Regions from separate parts of the Zea mays genome. Here region 1 is linked to region 2. The links are chromatin contacts, called in public Hi-C maps. All regions are on one chromosome and are shown on one strand. Each heading gives the region's core, a stretch centred on a gene start, on an enhancer-like site or on the middle of the called end of the contact. The rest is flanking DNA. Distances are from core to core; before and after follow the strand shown. Region 1 overlaps LOC100193197 (Ypt/Rab-GAP domain of gyp1p superfamily protein). Region 2 holds the start of LOC100382777.

Region 1 (7,288 bases), core at 2,878-5,377, 140 kb before region 2:
TGCCCTCGAAGTCGATCATGTTTATCGGAAAGGGCTCTGTATCAACCTGCATTTCCTGGAATTTCAATCGTCCCTCGTTAATGGCCGATTGAATCTGTCGCCGAAACACATTACAATCATTAGTGGCATGAGAAAATGAGTTATGCCACTTGCAGTACACACGATGTTTTAGCTCGTCGGCGGATGGAACAGTGTAATTTATTTTAATGTTGCCATTTTTGAGTAATTAGTCAAATATTTTATCACACTTACCAACATTAAACCTAAACTTAACCTCCTCTTGCCGTTTCTTTTGAACCGGCTGTAAGGAGGAACAAGCCGAAGATTTGGCCTGTTTTGGCCAAACCATTTCAGCAGCATATACTTCTACTGATTCATCATCTGAGCTACTTTGGTCGCATTCTACTATATGTACGTTGTGACGAATTGTTTTAGCAGTTTCTTTGCTCCGGCTTTCACAAGCCAAAGCTCTCTGGTGTAACTGTGCTAGTGTAAAAAATTGGATGCATTCTAATCTTTCTTTTAAATAATATCGTAGACCATTAAAGGCTAATCCTGCTAGCTGTTTTTCTGCTAAATGAATTTGGAAGCATCGGTTTCTTGTATCTCGGAATCTCCGGATGTAATCATTAACCGATTCATGTTTTGCTTGTCGCAATGACACTAAATCTACCAAATCCAACTCGTAGTCACCGGAGAAAAAATGATCATGAAATTTTTGTTCTAGATCCCCCCATGATGAAATGGAATTAGGAGGTAAAGTGGCATACCATGCAAACGCGGTTCCTGTTAGAGATAATGAAAACAAACATACGCGAAATGCCTCCGTGTCGGCCAATTCTCCTAATTGTGCTAAAAACTGGCCTATGTGTTCGCGCGTGTTCTTTCCTTGATCACCCGAAAATTTTGCGAATTCGGGTATCCTGGTTCCCTGTGGGTATGGGTGGTGATCAAATCGGCTGTCATAAGGTCTCCGATATGATTGCCCCCCAGGGACCATGCTTACTCCGAGCTTATCTCGGAACGCCCCGACTATTTCTTCCCTTACTATATCAATGGAAGCCGGTGCAAGACCACCGGCTCTCTGGTCAAACATAGGTGGGGTTGGTTGGATGTTAGTATGTTGTCTTTCCCCCCATTGGTTTGAGCTACATGGTGCATTTCTGTTTGCCCTATATGGCTCATAGGTTTGATCGTTTCTTTCCGGCCTTCTAGGTGGGGCCGGAAAGCTTTCCTGAGCTCTGGATCTTGAATTAATGGGCTGGTGCATTGCATAGTGTGATGGGAAGTGTTGCTGGGACGGGTGAGGATTCGGGTAATAATCTTTCTCAAAAGACTCATGCGCGGACTGTCCGGATATGTACCCGGACCGTCCGTGGTTATATGCGGACCGTCCGTCGTTGTATGCGGACAGTCCGACTGGGTAGTTTGGGTTCTGTGATGTATGTGGTGGCTCGGGTGCATGTCTAGGTAACTCATTAAAAATAGGCCCGACCGTGGCTGGCCCGGACGGTCCGCGCTCACGTGCGGACGGTCCGGACATGTGCAGATCGGCTGTTTTGCTGCCGATTTGCGGTTGCTCAGGGTACGTGTCCATCGGCATCCCATAAAGGGGTTGTGACTGGTCGTGACAACCTCTAGCCGATGTATTACGTGTGTTATCCCCTAATTCAACCTCGTGTGAAGGAAAATTTGCTATATTAGATTTATCAAATGCACGTACTAGTCTCCTATAATCGTTTTGCATATCCTCTATGATATTTTGCATTTGTTCACGCTGTTCATCTACATAATTCTTAAGAGATTGCAGCTCGTTTGTATTACTTACATTGGGGATATCTGGCGTGGGTCGCAGTGAAGCCGGATCCGTCGCCCGATGTCGGACGACCTTGTTGTTCCTCTCCACTTTGAAGTTGGCCAAGAACCTTGCTTTTGCCTCCTGAATCATCTGCTCCTTATGCTCCTCGAACTGGAGCTGTTCGTCAGCCGGCAAGGTTTCCCAAGTCGGCTCTATGATGTTGCTTGGAGAGACTTCAGAACTATCCTTCGAACCGGCCATTGAGGGCCGATTTGATAGGTCTAAATATGTCTTCCCCAGCGGAGTCGCCAAAAAGTATGTTGACGTCTTTTCGGAGCGCCAAACACTCAACAAGAACCGTGGCGGTGCTCTCTAGTCAGGCGCGGACGGTCCGCGGCCTGGGGCCGGACGGTCCGCGACCTGGTGCAGGGGCTAGGGTCCTCTGCCTGACGGCCGGACGGTCCGCGCCCTGGGGGCCGGACGGTCCGCGCGTACGCAGAGGCGGCGGAAGTCGCCGGCGGCGGCCTGGATCTCGCTCTCGGGAGGGACCCCGTCGGGGAGGAGAGATCCTAGGTGATGTCTAGGCTCGGCAGGCCGACCTAGACTCTTCTAATCGGCGTAGAGTCGAAGAGAAGCGAGAAATTGGAGATCGAGAGGCTAAACCTAAACTAGACTAGAACTACTCCTAGGATAAAATGCGAAATAGAAGTGTTTGATTCGATTGATGATGATTACAAATCGGCCGTAGACCTCTCTTTTTATAGAGGAGGGGGGCTGGACCCTTTACACGACTGGATTCCGAGCTGATTCCACGAATCTAGCTAACAAACATAGCACAAAACTCGGAACCCTAATCTACTTTGCGCATGCGCGGACCGTCCGGCCCACAAGCGCGGACTGTCTGGACCGCGGACTGTCCGGCCTCAAGGCCGGACCGTCCGCGTGCTTATTTTGGTGCCAAACAGACCCAGAGGAATGGAGGTGATTCGAAAGGCTAAAACATGCATCTTTGATATTAAAAATTAAATAGAAAAGGGATTTTATTCTCGTGAATCCACCTCATCATCTAGCTTCCAAACAAACCCGAAAACTAAAATACTCTGAAATGTCTCAAGAAAACCTTTTTTTCCTAACGTCCTTTTTTCACTAGCATTTGTTAATGGTGGGCACCTGTGCGGTAAACGAGGTGGGCACCGATGTCAAAATCCACCATTACGAATTTACTTTTAAGCAGCGAACACATGTCTATGTTTGAATACAAAAGAGTTTATAGTTAGCTACTAAAATTAGTTAGAGACATCTAAACAATCGAACTAATAATTTAGCTATTAGCTACTTTTAGTTGTAGACATCCAAACATCTCTAGCTAATAGTCCAGCTAGCTATTGGCCTCACACTAACTATCCATTAGTTATTAGCTGGTCTAACCTAGCTAAAAGTAGCTAATAGTTAGCCAACTATTTGTTAGTTATTAGCTAATTTCAGTAGCAACTTTTTAACATCTAACTATTAGCCTCTAGTGCGTTGAAACGGGCATTAATGCTACGTATTTCAAACAGAAGTTAAACTACGTAGGTCCTATTTGGGAGGGCTCCTAAATTTGGCTTTGGCCCCTCCCAAACGGTTTCAAAATAAGAGCAGCCAACAAAGAGCACTGACGAAGAGTCAGAGCTATTTTTATAGAGAGAAGCTGGAGCCAAAAAGCTTCTTGCGGCTCCTCCCTTCTCTATTTTGCCCTTCTCTCACGTCAAGAGTAGCCGTTTTGCCAAACGATTTGTTAAAAACACTGGCTTCTATGGGGGAGCTGAGCTGCTCTTGAAAAAAGTAGGAACCGGAGTTATTTTTAGAGTAGCCGGAGCCGTGCTACATAGACCCCTTATAAAGAGTAGATGTTCATCTTATATGTATTACCATCACATGATATATGTACACCTACAAGACAGTTATACCATCCTCAAGTTTGCTCTTGCTACTGATTTCAAATATGGATACTGCTGTTTTCTCAGGTGGTACGGTGGTTGTTTTATTAAACAGTCACAGAGTATGCCCGCGGAGATTTGAAAGGCGCGGATGGATGTACACGGCAGGAAAGGACGTGACAGACTCTAGCAGACAGCTTGCCGGGGCTCGTCGTCCTGGCCGGGCCATCTATCGAGCGACGGCAACAAATTAAAGGCAACGCCGGCCAAGCTACGGCTCTGGTTCAAGCAGCTACTCGTGTGGCCAAGCCGGAGAACCCGGAGGCGACGACCACGGCGCAGGGCAATGATCCAGAGAGATCGACCTGGGGCAGCCTTTGTCGGTCGGCGCGGGTGGCGTGGGTGGGTGGCGCCCTCCCAACACCAACAGAATGGCTTGGGCCACCTCTCGTCCAGCCTTTCCCTGTCGTCATGTTCACGCGTGTCCTCTCCCTCCGTACCGGTGCAAAATGAATGGGACCAAATAGTAGTAACTCCACTATTCTCTCACTCCTACACGGGCCTTGCGAAACAAATAGTTATTGTTTATGTGGCTACTAATAGCTCACTCCTAGTCCTAGCTAAAGTGCTCCTTTAATTTAGAGGGGGTAGGAATTTCACACAAGAAAACCTTACACAGATTTTACATGAAACAGTTTTTAAAATACAGAAAAAAAATGCTCTTGTAATCTAACAAAAGGATCTAAAACTGGTACTGGTTGAATGAATTGTTGTTGCTTTTTTATATTAAAAAATGCCGTATGTATGACTTGTACTGTTGATTGACCACACAGTGACCACCAGCTAATAATTGCCAATCGGTGGTAGGACATGATGCTTTGGTGATAAATAGCTAGACGACACCATGCATGTCAATCCGTGTCTACTGCAACTAATCAGAGGGGAACAACAGACACATGACGAGCTGTCCCCTTCACTTTCACCCACATAATAAAATTAACCTCTCAAGGCACTTGGATATTTTTGCTTATACCTTCTTGCGGTTGGTTATTATTGGCTCATGATAGTTAGGGGATGATGTTTGGTTCCCAACTTCTAAACTTGGGTCTCCAAACTGCTAATAAACATTATGACAGAAGGAGACCTTCCATCATGTGGAAGCAAACCAACTAGGTTAAGCTTAGTATTACCCAAACAAAATTAAATGACTAACTAGCTAATATGGTGCTTTTAGTTACAAACCAATATGGTGCTTTTAGTTACAAACTAACTAGCTGAAAACTAGGTGCTAAAAACACACCACTGTACGTTTTACTATCGGTCGAAGAGGCATTCTAATCATCATATCATATCGGATCAGACGTTGGGGAAAGTGGAGAAGATGATCGAACACGTGTTGTGCCCCGTGGGCCAGGGCAACTGCTGCCTGTCGCCTCAGTGTTGCGTAGCATTGTTTCAGGTAAGATCACATCAAGAGTTTGGACGCTGGTGTGCAGCCGTGCAGGTGTCCCCTGAGCTGTACGATCGGATCCTACTCCATGCTGATCGTCATCTCTCTCTCTCTCTCCCTCATTCAACGGAAGAGGACGTCCGTCCAGGTGAAACTGTTGGACGCCGATGTCAACAGTCGCACTGGACCAGTAGTCCCAGTACGTCTGTACTGTAATCATATATACCTTATGGTATTAATAGTTTTTTTCTACAACATTGCTTAGTTTTAAAAATATTTGACCAAGAATCGAGTTTTTTAGAATTGTGACCATTTTCAGGATGGAGGGAGTAGTAAAATAGTAGCGCAGCTAGCATGATTCTGCAAGCTCGCGTGTGGCACTGCCATGTCCAGAAATGTATAGCTTCTGCAGGCATATGCTCTTGTGCTTCGCACAATTGTAGCACGTTACTATGCTCTTGTGCGTCGCATAATTTCTGCGACCATATGCCCTTTTACCATGCTACGATATCAAACAGATTCTGCAGAATATACCAGGAACGGCAGGAACAGGAATAATGGAAGAACTTGGTGTGTGCAATGACGCAGCAAAGACTTTGAATCCATCATATATTACTCCGCATTACACCCCAAAATCTGGGAACTTTAAATTTTGCTATAAAAGGCTTGATGGAAAATGATGTTTTCGCCTAGGACAGATACTGGAAGCAAAAAAACGAAATTTTACATCAAGTTAAACTATGGATGGCTTGCATAAACCATTGTGCTATCCAATGGTTTATCAGCTTAACCGAAGTGGAGATAACTTCGTCCTCACTTGAAGCCACACGGTTCTCTAGATATATGCCCATAATTCCGGGTGATGAACAGTACACAACAGATTACTAAATACACCTCGGAAAAGTGGTTCATGTCTGCATACTCTACCAAACATAACTGAGGGAAGCCGTCGCATCAGATTCTGTGATGAAGGTCGACAACCAAGTGGTGTGCATCATCTAGGAGCTTCCAGACATCTAGCTGCCCGGCCATGCTATTACACTCCCGCAGTATCTCATCCATGCTACTGTACTTCTCGATTATCAGCTTCCTCCTCTGCAGGACACAGGCTGCGATAGCGTAGAGCAGCAAGTCGTCTGTTGGAGGGGCGTGAAGCCTTATCCTTGCCCAAGTGGACCTTCCAATCCCAGCTCGAATCGCGGCCTGGTCGGCCCACATAACCTCCCACAGACACATAGTCTGCTCAAAAGTGAGCTCCCTCCTGAAGAGAACCACCACCATTCGGTACAGAAAGAAGCAGTCTTCGGCCTGAAGTTGCTGCAGGTGCCTGTAGAGCTGTGAATCTTTAAGCTTGATGATCTGCGAGACGGTTTTCAGCTGTCTTCTTATTCCAACCTCATCAAGTCTGAAGTTGTGTCTGGCTTTCCTCATGAAACCCACAAAGCACCAAAATGCTTCATGATCTTCCTCCATGACTGCAACTATTGGTGACAAGAGATCGCTCATTCCTTGACAGTACCCGATCTCTGGATCATAGACTGCATATGCCTCAAGCAGTGCAACTAATCGTGCCGCATGATAAATCATGTAAGGCTCCAAATGGTCAAAATCTTTCAATCCAACAGATATTGCAGACTGCAGTGCTTTCTCTTTAGAGACTTCAGCCTGGTTACGGGCAAATAGAACCCATTCTGTATTTGCTCGAATAGCATCTACACGTATAATGCGCTGCCATGTGGTAAAATCCTCAGGAGTTCTGTCTGAAAGAAAAATGTCTGACTTTGCTGAAGCAGTCCGGACAAATCTAGGTTTGGGATCACAGCTCTCTTCCATATTGGTAGAGACAGGTGTTCTATCAGGGTCCTCTTCATATGAAGACTCAGATTCAGAAGATTCTGATTCTATCATGCATGGATCAACAGAAGTTAACTCACTTGTATCTTCATCTATGGATTCCACAACATCCCAGTTAGAACTCTCTGACTCTTCTGCCTTACTGCCTAAAGATTTCAATTCTCTGGGCATCACACAAGCCCTCTTACTAGCACCATTGGAATATGGTGACTCTGAACCTTCAGCCCCATCAGAGAAGTCCTCATTCAGGAACTCATTTATAACATT
Region 2 (6,905 bases), core at 492-2,991:
GCAGACAAACTGTAGAATGTGACATTTAAGGGCTTGTTCGTTTCACCGTTAATCCATGTGGATTGGGTGGTATTGAGTCGGTTTAAATCCATAACAAGTCAAAATCCATCCCAATCCATTTCAATACACATGTAATTGGAATAACCGAACAAGACCTAAAGGGGGTCAACGGAATGTTCAAAGCTAGCAAGACACATTTAGAAAAATAAGTTTAGCAAAGGACAATAATGATATTTTGGAGAAGGATACGTGAAACCTCCCGTCGTGTGCAGTTTGCAGGTAAGCCCTCAATATATAGAGTGCTTGATGCATCAGGCGGAAGAGGTGGCTCAGGTCTGCCACCATATCCCATCCCTCTGCTGTCCATACCAACAACACCCATCATACGCTGACCATCAACACCATAGCCAGCCATCCCTGCAGCCATTCCAGCACCCATCCCTGCAGTCATCCCTGCAGCCAATCCAGCACCCATCCCGGCAGCCCTAGAAGTGTCATTTGCACCGACGGAGGCCATCTATGAATTTATCACACAGATAAAAGGCATGTCAATAACTCTGTGCTCTGACCAAAAAAAAGGTAGTACAATATGAAAACTGTGTTTGTACCCCATTGCGCAAGTAACGGTCATAAGATGCCCCAAGTGTGTCGTTCTCTCTGAGGGAATGGTATCCTGACCTGTCAGTTTCACGTGGATAATATCCTGTCATGTCTTGCCCACCAGACACATCTGCGAAAATGGAAGAAGAAATCAAAGATCACCCCCAAGCCTCACCTCCAACTATCGCGTGTAACCAAGATAACGATTTCACCAGAAAGTTCAGGATTTTGTTACAGAAGACAACTACAAAAAAAACTCCCGGTCTCAGCTTCACTTTTTTACTGATGACTATTTTAATAAGTTTGAATAGTGAAAAAATCCCTGAGCACCAAAATCGACCAATCAATAGGCCGACCGATCCAGGAATACATGAAAAGTGCAAGATCAACGATGATTTTGTTTCTGTAAAAGCCCTGTGATACGGCAAGTCGGCAAGCATCCTTTTCCACCCTAAGCCAAATCAGCATATGGCTAAGCAATATCATTACATAATTTTCTCCCCAAATCAACAATCCCAACAACTGTAGCTCAAGAATAGTCAACAAGGACACAATTCTCAATATAGTGCAACGAACGTAGCTTGTCACCTAAACTATGGCAGACAGCCCAGATGCATGGAGAATCTCCCAACCAAAACTGCTCTGCAGATCTAAACGCTGGATCTAAAATTACGAACCTAACAACCAGCAAGATACTCCTAAATCCCGCAAAGCACAGGCAACGAGGAGATCGGAGTCGGAGGGGGGAAATAGCCACAAAAAAAACAAGATCTGGTGATCGTCCCGTACAAAAAAAAAGAGGGGAGGGGGGGGGCACGAACCACCGAAGTCGGGGCGCGCACGCTTGAGAGGCGGCGCAGCGGCGGCCTGCTGCGCCATGGCGGCGGCGGCAGCCTGCTGGTTCATAGCCGCCGCCGCACTCCCGACCGTCTGGGCCGCGGCGACGGTCGCCGCGGGAGCCATCCCCGCTGCGGCCGCCGCGGCGGCCACCATCGCCTGCTGCTGCTGCCGCGCATCAGCGTACCTCCAGTAGTTCTCGGCGGCCATGGCGTCTGATCGTGCCGCGCGGCGGGTGTGGCGAGGCGAGGGGAGTAGAAGTGGACAACTGCGTGCGGCTAGGGTTTCGGAGCCGAGGTTGCGTTCTGGCAAATCTGGTCTGGGCGACTTGCGGAAACAATTGGGACGGGCAGGTAATTGAGGGAGTCGGTCGTGAGGCTGGATACTTGGGCTGGGCTTTATGCTATCTACAGCTGCCCTTTCGATCTCAAAACTTAGCGTACGCTTGGTCCGCTTTTTAAACTAGATTAGCTGTTAAAAAATTTAGAATAGATTTCTAAAAATCTACATATTTCTCTAGTTTAACTTGGAATCAACTTTTACCCTACATTTTCTAAATTTTTATCATACATGTTACAAACGATTTTGATCATATAGAATCTATGTTTGACAGTTGTTCCAACCAAACAAAATATAATTTTTACAATCGTCGTTCACAACAGATTTCTTACGTCTCACAGTTAGAATCGAATTTTTAGGAATCTACTCGAACCAAATAGACCCTTTGATGTTTTGCACGATTATATATAAGATAAGCTAATGGTAGCCTTATAAAGCAGTTTCGCGGATGCTTGACACGGATATATAAAATAGGAAGGATTGGTAGTATGTTTTATTTAGTAAGAATATAGAAAATAAACTCATTTCGAGTTGAGAGCGGAGCGGACATGAGAAAGGGGAGAGGGAGACATCTACTGGTACATAGAGATGGGAGAGTATCCAATTTGGGGTACGCGTGGAGTCAACACCCTTTTTCATATGCATTCACACTCCGCTAGAGATGTGTTAGTAACAGATGACCCTTTTTCGCATGAGGGGCACAATAGGGGTGCTACTGGACATAGCCTAAAAGTCAATCAAGTGGCATGAGAATACAGCTCAGATTAGGAGAAAATGTATCTAATGTAAAAAGGTATCTCGCTACACTTTTCGTCATACCATGTAGATTTTTTCAAGGCATGCAACTTCACTCTAGCTGTTAGGCTTTCTCCAATGGTGTAACACCCTGAATTTGGGTATAAAATTTCTTCTCTAATGTCTACCAAATTCAGGTGTTACCTCTTGTTTCTCTCTCTAGTCTTCCTCTCTCCTCTTTTTATTAGAATCATGTCTATTAGGTCGGAGATTAACTATTTCTTTACTCTATATCAAAACCTATGTGAGTCATGGGACGTTGAATCATGCTAGGCATAAATTATCATTTTGTTTGATGCACATGTTTGAATTGTTTGAATTTGAATTTGGAGCATGTTTGAATTTGAATTCAAAAGAAAAAAACAAAAGGAGAAAGGATTAGAAATTCGGGAATAAAGGAAAAAAGGAAAAGAAGCCCGAAGTCCCCCCCTCCTCAGCCCGCTCGGCCCAGTTAGCCACGCCCGCGTCCGCTGACAGGTGGGCCCCACGTGTCGACGCCGCGTCTCACTTTGCTCGTCCACTCTCTCCCTCTTAAAAGGGAAATGGGGTTAACCATTTTCTATAATCGATTTTGGTGGTTGATGTACAACACAAACCACATGACTAACTAGTTTGTCTAGATATCATTTATCTCAGATGCATAAGGTTCAACACAAACTAAGAAAGAAATTCAGTTAGGGACTCAATCAAAAATTGGAGCAAGACATAGAGTGTGCTGTTTTTTGGCGCACCGGACAGTGTCTGGTGTGCACCGGACACTGTCCAGTGCACCAGGCCAGGCGCCCTCCAAACCAGCCACTCTCGGGAATTCTGCAGGGGCACTCCACTATAATTCATCGGACTGTCTGATGTGCCACCGGACTGTCCGGTGAACCAGCGGAGCAACGACTCCCTGCGCGCCAATGGTCGACTGTGCAGAGCTACAGTGGTACACAGTGCCACGACAGAAGTCAAAGCGCAGAAGTAAGAGGCCACCGGACTGTCCGGTGTGGCACCGGACTGTCCGGTGCAGCTAGAAGACAAACGTCTCCAACGGTTGCGCTGAGGTGGCGCGCACCGGATAGTGCACAGTGGCTGCCCGGTGGTGCACCGGACTGTCCGGTGCGCCCATCGCCAGCAAACTATCCTAAGCATTTTATATCCTGCAAACTATCCTAAGCATAAGATTAGGAAAATTCATACTAGGAAACCTCATTCTGTTTTTCATCATGCATTTATTTATAAACATGAGGCTTCTAGTTCTAGGCATACCACTAATGTTAAAATGCCTAAGAAGAAAATTCCTAATGCATCAAATGAGCATAATGTTTCATTCAAAACTTTTGATGCTTCTTATGTGCTAACTAACAAATCAGACAAAGTAGTTGCCAAATATGTTGGGGGTAAACACAAGAGTCCAAAAACTTGTGTTTGGGTATCCAAGGTGCTTGTTTCTAATGTCAAAGGATCCAAGACCGTTTGGGTACCTAAGAACAAGGCCTAAATTTGTTTTTGTAGGTTTATGCATCCGTGGTTCAAGTTGGATAATCGATAGCGGGTGCACAAACCACATGATAGGGAAGAAAAGGATGTTCTCCTCATATGAGAAAATGAAGATCCTCAAAGAGCTATTACATTCGGGATGGAAATCAAGGTTTGGGTAAAATAGCTATATCTCCTGACCATTCTATTTCCAATGTTTTTCTTGTAAATTCTTTAGACTACAATTTGCTTTCTGTTTCTCAATTATGCACAATGGGCTATAACTGTCTATTTACTAATGTAGGTGTTACTGTCTTTAGAAGAAGTGATGATTCAATAGCATTTAAGGTAGTGTTAGATGGTCAGCTATATTTAGTTGATTTTAATGATAACAAAGCTGAACTAGACACTTGCTTAATTGCTAAGACTAACATGGGTTGGCTCTGGCATCGCCGACTTGCCCATGTTGGAATGAAGAATCTTCATAAGCTTCTAAAGGGAGAGTACATTTTAGGACTAACAAATGTTCATTTTGAGAAAGACGGGATTTGTAGCGCATGTAAAGCAGGAAAGCAGGTTGGAGTTCATCATCCACACAAGAACATCATGACGACTGACAGGCCGCTCGAGCTACTCCACATGGATCTATTCGGTCCGATAGCTTACATAAGCATCGGCGGAAGTAAATACTGTCTTGTTATTGTGGATGATTATTCTCGCTTCACTTGGGTATTCTTTCTTCAGGAAAAATCTCAAACCCAAGAGACCTTAAAGAGATTTTCTTAAGACGGGCTCAAAATGAGTTCGGATTGAGAATCAAAAAGATAAGAAGCGGCAATGGGATGGAGCTCAAGAATTCACAAATTGAAGGTTTTCTTGAGGAAGAGGGCATCAAGCATGAATTCTCTTCTCCCTACACCTCAACAAAATGGTGTAGTGGAGAGGAAAAATAGATCTCTACTGGATATGGCAAGGACCATGCTTGATGAGTACAAGACACCGGACCGGTGTTGGGCGGAGGCGATTAACATCGCCTGCTACTCCATCAATCGGTTATATCTTCAAGGAATCCTCAAGAAGACATCATATGAACTTATCACTGGTAAAAATCCAAATGTTTCATATTTTAGAGTCTTTGAGAGCAAATGCTTTATTCTTATTAAAAGAGGTAGAAGTTCTAAATTTGCTCCTAAAGCAGCAGAAGGCTTTTATTAGGATATGACTCAAACACAAGGGCATATAGAGTCTTCAACAAATCCACTGGACTAGTTGAAATTTCTTGTGACATTGTGTTTGATGAGACTAATGGCTCCCAAGTGGAGCAAGATGATCTTGATGAATTAGATGATGAAGAAGCTCCATGCGTCACACTAAGGAACATGTCCATTAGGGGTGTGTGTCCTAAGGAATCCAAAGAGCCCACACAAGCACAATATCAGCCATCATCTTCCATGCAAGCATCTCCACCCACTCAAGATGAGGATCAAGCTCAAGAAGATGAAGATCAAGACGATGAGCCACCTCAAGAGGGGGACATTGATCAAGGGGGAGATGAAGACAATGACGACAAGGAAGATGATCAAGAAATAAGGGATCAAAGACTGTCACACCCAAGAGTCCACCAAGCAATTCAAAGAGATCACTCTGTCAACTCCATTCTTGGTGATATTCACAAGGGAGTAACCACTAGATCTCGAGTTGCACATTTCTGAGATCACGACGTGAAGAGTGCCTTCCTCAATGGACCTATCAAAGAAGAGGTCTATGTTGAGCAACCTCCCGGCTTTGAAGATAGTGAGTATCCTAACCATGTGTATAAACTCTCAAAGGCGCTTTATGGGCTCAAGCAAGCCCCAAGGCATGGTATGAATGCCTGCAAGATTTCCTCATCACTAATGGCTTCAAAGTCGGTAAAGCCGATCCTACTCTCTTCACTAAAACTGTTGCAAAAGACTTGTTTATATACCAAATCTATGTTGATGATATTATATTTGGGTCTACTAACAAGTCAACTTGTGAAGAGTTTAGTAGGATCATGATACAGAAATTCGAGATGTCTATGATAGGGGAGTTGAAGTATTTCTTGGATTTCAAATCAAGCAACTCCAAGAGGGCACATTCATCAGCCAAACTAAGTACATTCAAGACATACTTAAGAAGTTTGGAATGAAGAATGGCAAACCCATCAAGACACCCATGAGAACCAATGGGTATCTCGATCTCGACACGGGAGGTAAATCCGTAGATCAAAAGGTATACCGGTCGATGATAGGTTCTTTACTCTACTTATGTGCATCTCGACCAGACATTATGCTTTCTGTATGCATTTGTGCAAGGTTCCAGGCAAATCCTAAGGAAGTTCACCTTAGGGCCGTGAAAAGAATCATGAGATATTTAGTTTACACTCCTAAGTTTGGGCTTTGGTACCCCAAGGGGTCTACCTTTTATTTAATTGGGTATTCCGATGCCGATTATGCCAGATGTAAAATAGATAGAAAGATCACATCAGGGGACTTGTCAGTTTCTGGGAAGATCCCTGGTGTCATGGGCTTCAAAGAAACAAAACATCGTAGCTCTTTCCACTGCCGAAGCTAAGTACATTATCACAGGTCATTGTTGTGCACAATTACTATGGATGAGGCGAACCCTTAGGGACTATGGCTACAAATTGAGCAAAGTCCTTCTTCTATGTGATAATGAGAGTGCAATCCGCATGGCGGATAATCCCGTTGAACACAGCTGCACTAAGCACATAGACATCCGGTATCACTTTCTGAGAGATCACCAACAAAAAGGGATATCGAAATAGCTTATGTGAGCACCCACAACCAATTAGTCAATATCTTTACCAAGCCACTAGATGAGAAAACTTT

Evidence for each region. A called contact is a pair of places that touch in the nucleus more often than the background predicts.
Region 1: a contact with region 2 is called in a Hi-C map of tassel, with 2.2 times the contacts expected there. The contact joins the enhancer-like site here to the promoter of LOC100382777 in region 2. A contact is called at or near these places in 4 of 25 Hi-C or Micro-C datasets (ear, leaf and tassel).

Annotation. Positions count from the first base shown.
Region 1 is chr4:222,421,135-222,428,422 of Zm-B73-REFERENCE-NAM-5.0, reverse strand. LOC100193197 (Ypt/Rab-GAP domain of gyp1p superfamily protein) reads right to left here. Exons shown (of 5, transcript NM_001358684.1): 5 at 5,737-7,288. The coding sequence ends at 6,122. Among protein-coding and RNA genes, the nearest start is that of LOC100193197, 20 kb to the right of the region's middle. Within about 2 kb of position 4,127, at least 19 of the 20 cell types and tissues checked have an H3K27ac peak or open chromatin away from gene starts, as enhancers often do. A contact at or near this core is called in ear, leaf and tassel, where this site is marked.
Region 2 is chr4:222,274,911-222,281,815 of Zm-B73-REFERENCE-NAM-5.0, reverse strand. LOC100382777 reads right to left here and starts at 1,741. Exons shown (of 6, transcript NM_001175486.1): 1 at 1,422-1,741; 2 at 609-730; 3 at 250-517. The coding sequence starts at 1,647.